2 separate regions of the Arachis hypogaea genome follow, and region 1 is linked to region 2. A link is a contact called in public Hi-C data. All regions are on one chromosome and are shown on one strand. The core of a region is the stretch at or near the end of the contact, and the rest is flanking DNA. Distances in the headings are between cores, read along the strand shown.

The links. A called contact is a pair of places that touch in the nucleus more often than the background predicts.
Region 1: a Hi-C map of leaf shows a contact between it and region 2, with 1.7 times the contacts expected there. The contact joins the promoter of LOC112729621 here to the enhancer-like site in region 2. A contact is called at or near these places in 3 of 8 Hi-C or Micro-C datasets (leaf and an unstated tissue).

What each region holds. Positions count from the first base shown.
Region 1 is chr12:8,659,705-8,663,840 of arahy.Tifrunner.gnm2.J5K5, forward strand. It overlaps LOC112729621, which reads left to right and starts at 2,764. Exons shown (of 2, transcript XM_025779790.1): 1 at 2,764-2,771; 2 at 3,736-4,136. The coding sequence starts at 2,764.
Region 2 is chr12:8,608,954-8,612,922 of arahy.Tifrunner.gnm2.J5K5, forward strand. No RefSeq gene overlaps it. Among protein-coding and RNA genes, the nearest start is that of LOC112726689, 6.3 kb to the left of the region's middle. Within about 2 kb of position 2,373, at least 3 of the 3 cell types and tissues checked have open chromatin away from gene starts, as enhancers often do.

The DNA.
Region 1 (4,136 bases), core at 1,514-4,013, 51 kb after region 2:
CACATGCCACATAAAAAACATTAATTTATATCCAAAAAAAAAAAAGAAAATACATCTCTTTTATGTTAAAGTATAGATCGAGAAGAGACGTAATATTTAATTATAAAAAATTTCAACAAAAATAAAGATAAATTTAAAATTTTTTATTTTTAAAACTACACAAATATAATGCATTTTCTTTTAGAATAGAACTTATTATTTTCTCGAATAAATTACCATTTGTACTCATGAAAGAATAAAACGACAATTGTAACCACAGAAGATGGCTTATGTGTGCCAAAAGTACTCTAACAGACTAATTGCGTAACCAACGTCTAAATACTTTTGACATACAAAAATCATCTTCCGTAATTATAATTGTCTGAATCTTTCATGGTATAAATAATAATTTATTCTTATTTTCTCGATATCATAAATACTCATAAAATTTAAGAGTTAAAATTAAAATTCAACCGGGCAAAGTTTATCTTTGATCCAAAAAGTATCACAACAAAATTTTCATCCGCATTTTTAGGCAGGGGGCCACACTACATATATGTGGTCGGTGACATTATTATCATCAATGAATTCTCGAACTTTTAAATTACACATATGGCAGTATTAGTGTACATCATTGCCTTGTACTAAAGGGTCTCATATTTGACATTCACTACTATTTTGGTGCAATGCATTTTGTTTTGCTGAGTTTTGAAGCATGGAGTTTTTATCCACTATATTCACATTTGTTTTTTTGTTCTTTAAAGCATAGTTTATTTGCTAGAATAATATGTATATTAATTATCAATTAGCTAGATAATTGGTGTTTAGTGGCATAATAATCTTAGTCAATGTTTTTAATGCTATAATGTTAATTTTTTTTATTTGTTTATTTTATATCTATTATATATAACTTATATTTGACTACTATTTCTAATCTAATGTATACAATGGGAATATGGAGAAATTTAGTAGACAAGTTTTTGTTCTTAAAATTTCTTTTGTTATATACGTATATTCATATTTTTTTTGGCATGCAACTTTTAAAATTTGAACTCGAGATCCTTTAGCTATAATATAAGATGTTTACCATCTTAACTAATTACATACATATTTATTATTTATGGTGCATATTTAATAAATTAAAGAGTTTAAATTAATAGACACATTATTGTTTATTAATATAATAAAATTTTTTTGGTGAACTAAGGGGTCAAGGACCCAAAGATAGGAAACAAAACAAGCAGCAAAGCAGAAACAAAAAACTCAAAAAACTCAAGACTCCCTTAACCTGAGGGTCTCGAAACAGTCACAAAGTAGCGCATAGCTAATAATAGGGGGGCTTGATCAAACAGGTGCAGCCCCATAGGGAGTTCATATCCCTTCTTAGCAAGGAGATCCGTCACAGAATTTGCTTCATGGAGGGAATGTAGCCAAGCGACTTTATGGATTCTAGCTGCCAAGACACGGATATCCTGGACTAGTGGAGCACAGGGGTGAGTGGGGTAGCATCCGCGATTGATGAAGTTAATGGCCTCAGCGGAGTCGGATTCAACAACAAGATACTGGTAGCCATTAGTAGTAGCAATATTCAGCCCATGGATAACTGCCCATAATTCCGCATGCATAATAGAGCAGTTCCCCAGGTTACAGGAGAATCCTTTTAAGAATCTCCCATCCGAGTCTCTGAAGACACCGCCACAAGCTGCATTATTTGTATGACCAAACCAGGAACCGTCAACGTTAACTTTGACACACCCCTCCTCAGGGCGAGACCAGCGTATAAGAGATTCACCGACAGCTTGGGTATTATGTGGTTTTAATTTGCTTCTAGAAATTATGAAGAACTCCTCCGATCGAGCTCTAATCTGGTTAATGGCCGTGGTGACATGAACCGCTTCTCCATTAAAAACAAGCTTATTTCGGAAGTACCATATAGACAACATCGCAACACCAAACAGCCAATTCCAGTTATTATTGGCCGTTAGGCTTTGAAGTAACCACTCATTGAGCTCGGTATTGAAAAAGGAGCTCCTTCCGTTAGGGGGGATAAGGATTTTCCAGATGCTCATAGCATAGGGGCAGTCTCGAAGCACATGAATGGCTGATTTTTCATGGCACCAGCACCTTGGGCAAGAATCATCATTAGTCAAGTGTCTTCACCTTCTCTCTGAGTTCGTAAGAATAGCATTGTGGGTTACCAGCCAAAGAAAGGTTCTAACACGCTCCGGGCCCTGCCAATTCCACACCAGCCAAAGAAAAGTTCCTATTATATTTATTATATTTATTAATATAATAAATATAATAGGAATTATCTACTTATATATAATGAGATCAAGAGGATCTTGATGTATATTGTCACCTGAGTCAATAGATTTAGGGAGTTGAACTTATTAGTTAGTCAATTGCTGCTGATAGCATTAATTAGTTAGAGTTGTCAGTTGATAAAGTTAATTAGATAGATTAAGTTATTAATTAGTTAGTAAATTAATTTAATGTGGTTTCGTTTGTTAGAACTACAGCTCTTGTGTAATTATATAATGATAAGCATGTAATGTAAAAATGATGATGAATGAATAACAACTTTCATCTTCACCAAATTTTCTTTTTCTCATCTTCTCTAATTATCTGATTGACAATTCGAATTTATCAACAGCTTCTTCATTTTGCTCCTTTCTCTTTGTTCATCTCTTTCTTACTTCCTTCTCCAAGTTCTTTACTCTTTATTCTCGGACTCACCTGACAGAGATTGATGAGAGCCTAAATCTCTCCAACCGTGCAATTCACATGGTGCGGTAAGCATAGAGGAGAGATCGCAGCTCCGATCAACGAGACCAAAGATAAAAGATCTGAATCTGAAATCAAACCAAATTTATCGATTACCTTCCTCTTTTGCTTGCTTTTCATTTTGAAGCTGTTATACCTAATTCTTTAATCATTTCTTGAATCTACACCAATTTTTCAATTGACGATGCCCACTAATCAATCAAATCCCGCTGCTCCTATGGATGCACAATCAATTGCAAATTTTTTGAGTCAAATTTCTGCAATTGTAAATTCGATGCAAGATCCAGCAAGCCCCTGTTTCTCAATGACAAATCACCTTTTGAACTTTTTTTCAATCACATCTCTGATATGTCTAATTTGAAAGTTTTTTGGTGTCTTGCCCGATGATCAACTCTTATACAAATAGAAGAATTAAACTGGACCCAAGAGTACAGAGATGTGCTTTCCTTGGATTTGAAGAAGGAACAAAAGAATTCACACTCATTGACCTAAAAACCAGAAGAATTTTTACATCTAGAGATATTATTTTCTATGAAAGTCATTTTTCATATTCTACACACGATTATGATCTGCACAATCGCACTGAAATTTCACAGCAAATACATACCAACCAACCTTGTAATTTTGATCCATTCACCTATGATTCTCACTACACTGACTCGTTTACTCCCAGTCTGCACCAATTACACATGCCTCAAACTCATGTTCCACTTGCACATCACCAAAACCATCAAAATTTTTTAACACCACTAACTTCGAATTCTAAATTTGTTGATTACACGATTAATGAACCTGCACATTTAGTACACATTATTGAAGAACCACAAAATCATAGTTTAATTCATCACATCAAAATTCCCAACCACTTGAACTCAGAAATTCCACACGAATTAAAAAGTTGCCAACCTATCTCAAGGACTATCATGGTAAAGTGAACAATTCGGTTTCTAGTTCCACTAATCCTCTTTGTAGGTATCCTATTTCGCAGCAAATTTCTTATAATGCACTCAGTCCAAAACACAAAGCTTTTTCTTTAGCTGTTGCTACAAATATTGTACCTAGTAACTATGAGGAAGCTGTTGCTCATCCTTGCTGGAGAGAAGTTATACAAAGCGAACTTGAGGCTCTGAAGAAGAATCAAACTTGGCAAATCACAATATTTTCTCATGGCAAGAGAGCCATAGGCTGCAAGTGGGTATTCAGGATTAAATTCCTTCCTGATGGAACTATCAAAAAATACAAAGCCAGGTTGGTGGACAAGGATTTTACACAAATCGAAAGTGTAGACTTCACAATCAGCCCAGTGGTTCGAATGTCAACTTTGAGAGTGGTTATAGCCTTGACGGCTGCAAAGCAATGGCATATCAAGCAGT
Region 2 (3,969 bases), core at 1,123-3,622:
AAACTTATCAATCTGACAATAATAATAATAATAACAACTAAATTTAACAGAGTAGATCAAGTGAATTGGAAGTTAATTTCAAACTAAATTAATCAACAAAATTAAGATAAATGAAAATAGGGGAAGACACAAAGCAATGTCACGTTTTATTTAAAGAGATTGTGATGAATGAAATTTCTCTTAGGAAACTAAATATGGATGAGATTTCTTAGCTTGTCGTGTGTGTATCATTTGGTTCCCTTGGGCTGTGTTTGGTTTATGTATGGGTGAAGACATAGACACAAATACACAAAATATTAAAAACATATATATAAAGAGACAACTTTTATTTTGTTTGGTAACTATGCACAAGATAGAATATAAATTGCAAATATCAATATTATCCTTATCTTCCAAAAAAAAAAAATCATCACAATCACTACTATTAAGGATAAAAGTGGAAAAATTTGTCTTAACCTTTGTGTCTTAGTGTCTCAATAAAATAGCATTACACAAATTTTATGTATTTATATATCAATGTATACTATTGTATCTTTACTTATTTTATGTATTTAAAAACCAAATATAAAATATGGGTGTGAGTATGTCATTGTATCTCAAAATTTGGTGGACACACCCACTAAACAAACGGTGCGTTGTTTCTTTTGCTTTTTTATGTTATTAACAACACTAGAGACAAAACCATTAACAGGATATGCATTGTGCATGCATGGCCCTTCACAACCCTTTTATTATTTGTCCAACTCCGATTCCTTTTTTGTACAATTCAAGTGTAGCCGCTACCATTGCTTGCTTAATTTAAGTAATAAGCTTTTAACACTACTTATTTTTCTTTAAATAAAAGTTTTGGTGATTGAGGCTATCTAGAGAAAATAGAAACCAAACCACATATATAGATGTGATCAGAGAGAGTCAGAGAGTAATCAAGTTGGATTGGTTTAGTAGTTAGTTCATTAGTCCGCTTAAATAAGTGTCGGGATTCGAATATTGTCTTGTGTATACACCAATACAGAGACTATATTTACTTAACAATATAATACAAAGACCCCATGAGTATCTCTAAATGCACAATGATCCCAAAAAAAAAACCTGAAAAATTACAAAACAATCCTAAAAGTACAAATCTTATATTTCGCGATTTCAATTCTTTTCAGACAACACAACCCTACTAGTCGGAAAAGTTGTCGCCTTTTCGACCAGAAAATATGGCTCCCTAAACAGAAGCGAAACCCTAGAAGAACTCTCTAAGCTAGCTATATATCTCCATGGTTATACTAAAATAAATAAAAGAGCAATGCTAGGGAACCAAAAGGGTATTAGCCAAAAATCAGCCAAATATCTTTGGGTGAATTCAAAATCTCTACGAGTTAATATACATAGATGTTTTTTCTGCCAAGTATAAGAATGTTTCTTTTTCATACTAAATAGATGTTCTTTTATATTTTTTTGAATTTTTTTGTATTACAAATATGAATGTCTCTATTTCTTTAAGCATTTCATAATTTTTTTTAAATTTTATAAATATTTAATTATTTTTGCTAAAATATAACTGAATATTTCTTTTGTTAAATATTAGGATGTTTTTTTTCCATATTAAATAAATATTTTTTTTATATTTCTGTAATTGTTCAAAGACTCCTTTTGACTAAGATCAAATGTGTAATTTATAGTCTCTTTAATCATCAAAACAGCACCTAATATTCCAAAATAATATATTTTTAGATCTAAAATAATATATTTTTCATCCTTATCCATAAAAGAAAAAGCTCCCCCAGAATATCAGTGTGTTATTTAACGGTGCCTATGCTTTTTCCTTCATCGATCAATCTCCTTTGAAGAATAAGAAGGCGGCTATCCGAACCCAGATTTTTTTATTAAATTAATCCGATTCTCTACGAGGAAGGATGAAATCAGCACTGATTTGACCCAGTTCTACGCCCCTGTTTCTCGACGCAAGAGATGTTCATCGTCACATCTGGTTCATGAAAAAGAAGTGGCTCTTGTCGACGGTGGCGAATCCAACGAGTCAGATGTCGGTGATAGAAGAGGAGTCGCGGTGTGAAGGAGGAGAGGGCTTGATGGTGAGAGAGAGGAGTCTGTGTCTGATTGTTAGAGGTGAATAGGTTAACATGAGAGAGAAGAATAAAGTTTTTATAGGTTACTTAATCAATTTTAAATTTTTTAAATTTTGAATTTAAAAAATTTAAAATTAATGTGATTTTGTTTAATTTTTGTCTGATAAATTTTTGGTTCCATATACTTTTCCTAAATAAAATTGTGGACATTTTTACAAAATAAATAAAAGGGAAGGAAGCTTGGTGAATATATAATCACTTGGCCCAACATGTCCAAGTTCCAAGCAACATGCTAGAGCCCAAAATTAAATGTGCAAATTATGTAAGTGGACTCTTTACTGGCCCAAGATACTGCCTTGGTAAGTTGGTATATTATTTAGTAATTTTACAAGCCCACAATTCTTAGAATTTTTTTTCATCCCTTTAAAAAAATTGTTCCATAGTTGACAAACACGAAAAGAGAAGAAAATTTTTCTATACTTAGTTTTCCGTATGAACTTTTAGTTTTGTTGATTATGTTAATGCATAATTAACCCAGTTTTTTATAATGGTTCGGAAGATTAGTCCTTACGTTATTTTAGTTCCTTTTTTTTCTTGGTATGCATGCAACATGAAACCTAACCTAAGAAAACCTAGATTATTCTACTGATACGATGGGATTCAATTATGAATGATTCTCTTGCCTTCTAGAACTAGCATCCTTATCAACAATATATTGGATAGAACTGAACTTGCAAGTGGTCATAAAATACCAACATATTCAATACTAGTCTAACAATAAAATCAGTGATGATAACATCGCTATTTCCAAAAATTTAAATTTATAGAAGAAGATATAGTTATGTATTTAACGTATCGCTTTAAGTAAGAATTTCTTTTGAGTTTACTTGAATTTTTATATAAGTTTTTTTTTTTTATGTCTTATGCGGAATTTTTTTTTGGAGTTCTACAAAAATCAAATTTTAAATTTTTTTATTATAAAAATTTTAATATCATATCATAAAATTATTTCTCTTAAAAATTTAAACTGATAAAAAAATACATAAATAATTATATCTTCAATCATTTAATATTTTCCTAACCTTCGCATCATTCTGAAATTATGTCAAACACCTAGTAAGAAAGCCTTTCAAGTCATATAATTAAATAAATGACTAGAATTCTTGAAGTGATTGATCGATTGATCTTTGGCGACTTGATATCTTGTTACACATGTAACATTTATATCACATTACGTCAAATGATGAAATTATTGGAAGATCGATGATATTTCTTTGACAAAAATTGCATCGTGTGCAATGTGCATTCCAAGTGAATAATATGGTATGGAAACTTCATGCATGTTGCTATAGTACTTCGTAGGGCATTGTTTTATTTTGTGATGAAATTAAGATATTAATAAGGTATATAGGGCTTATGTGATCTTTTAATTAAATAGTGAAAAAACAAAACCCATTTCGGAACCCAATGCCACTTGTGTTAATATCACTTATTATCACTTTCATGACCAATGAGTAAATTAAACTTGGACATGATCATCATCAACACGTACTAGAGCTGTTTTTTCTTTTCTTTTTGTATTAAATTTTTTATATTATCTTTAGTCTAACACACATTAAAAACTAATTTGTTATAAATGAGCTCCAGTCTATAAATTTTTGTATGTAAAAAGTGAAATTCGAATACTCAACACTAATTTAAGGGAACAAATAAATTAATTACTTAATAAATTTAAATTAATTGAATATGTATTTGTTAAAATTTTATTCTATTTGTAGTCTAATTTATTAATATAAAAATTAGTCAGAATAGTATTATAATTATTAAAAAATTTTATCAATTAAGTGTATTAACAATTGATTTGTTTTTTTGATGAAAAGAAGACGATTATCTA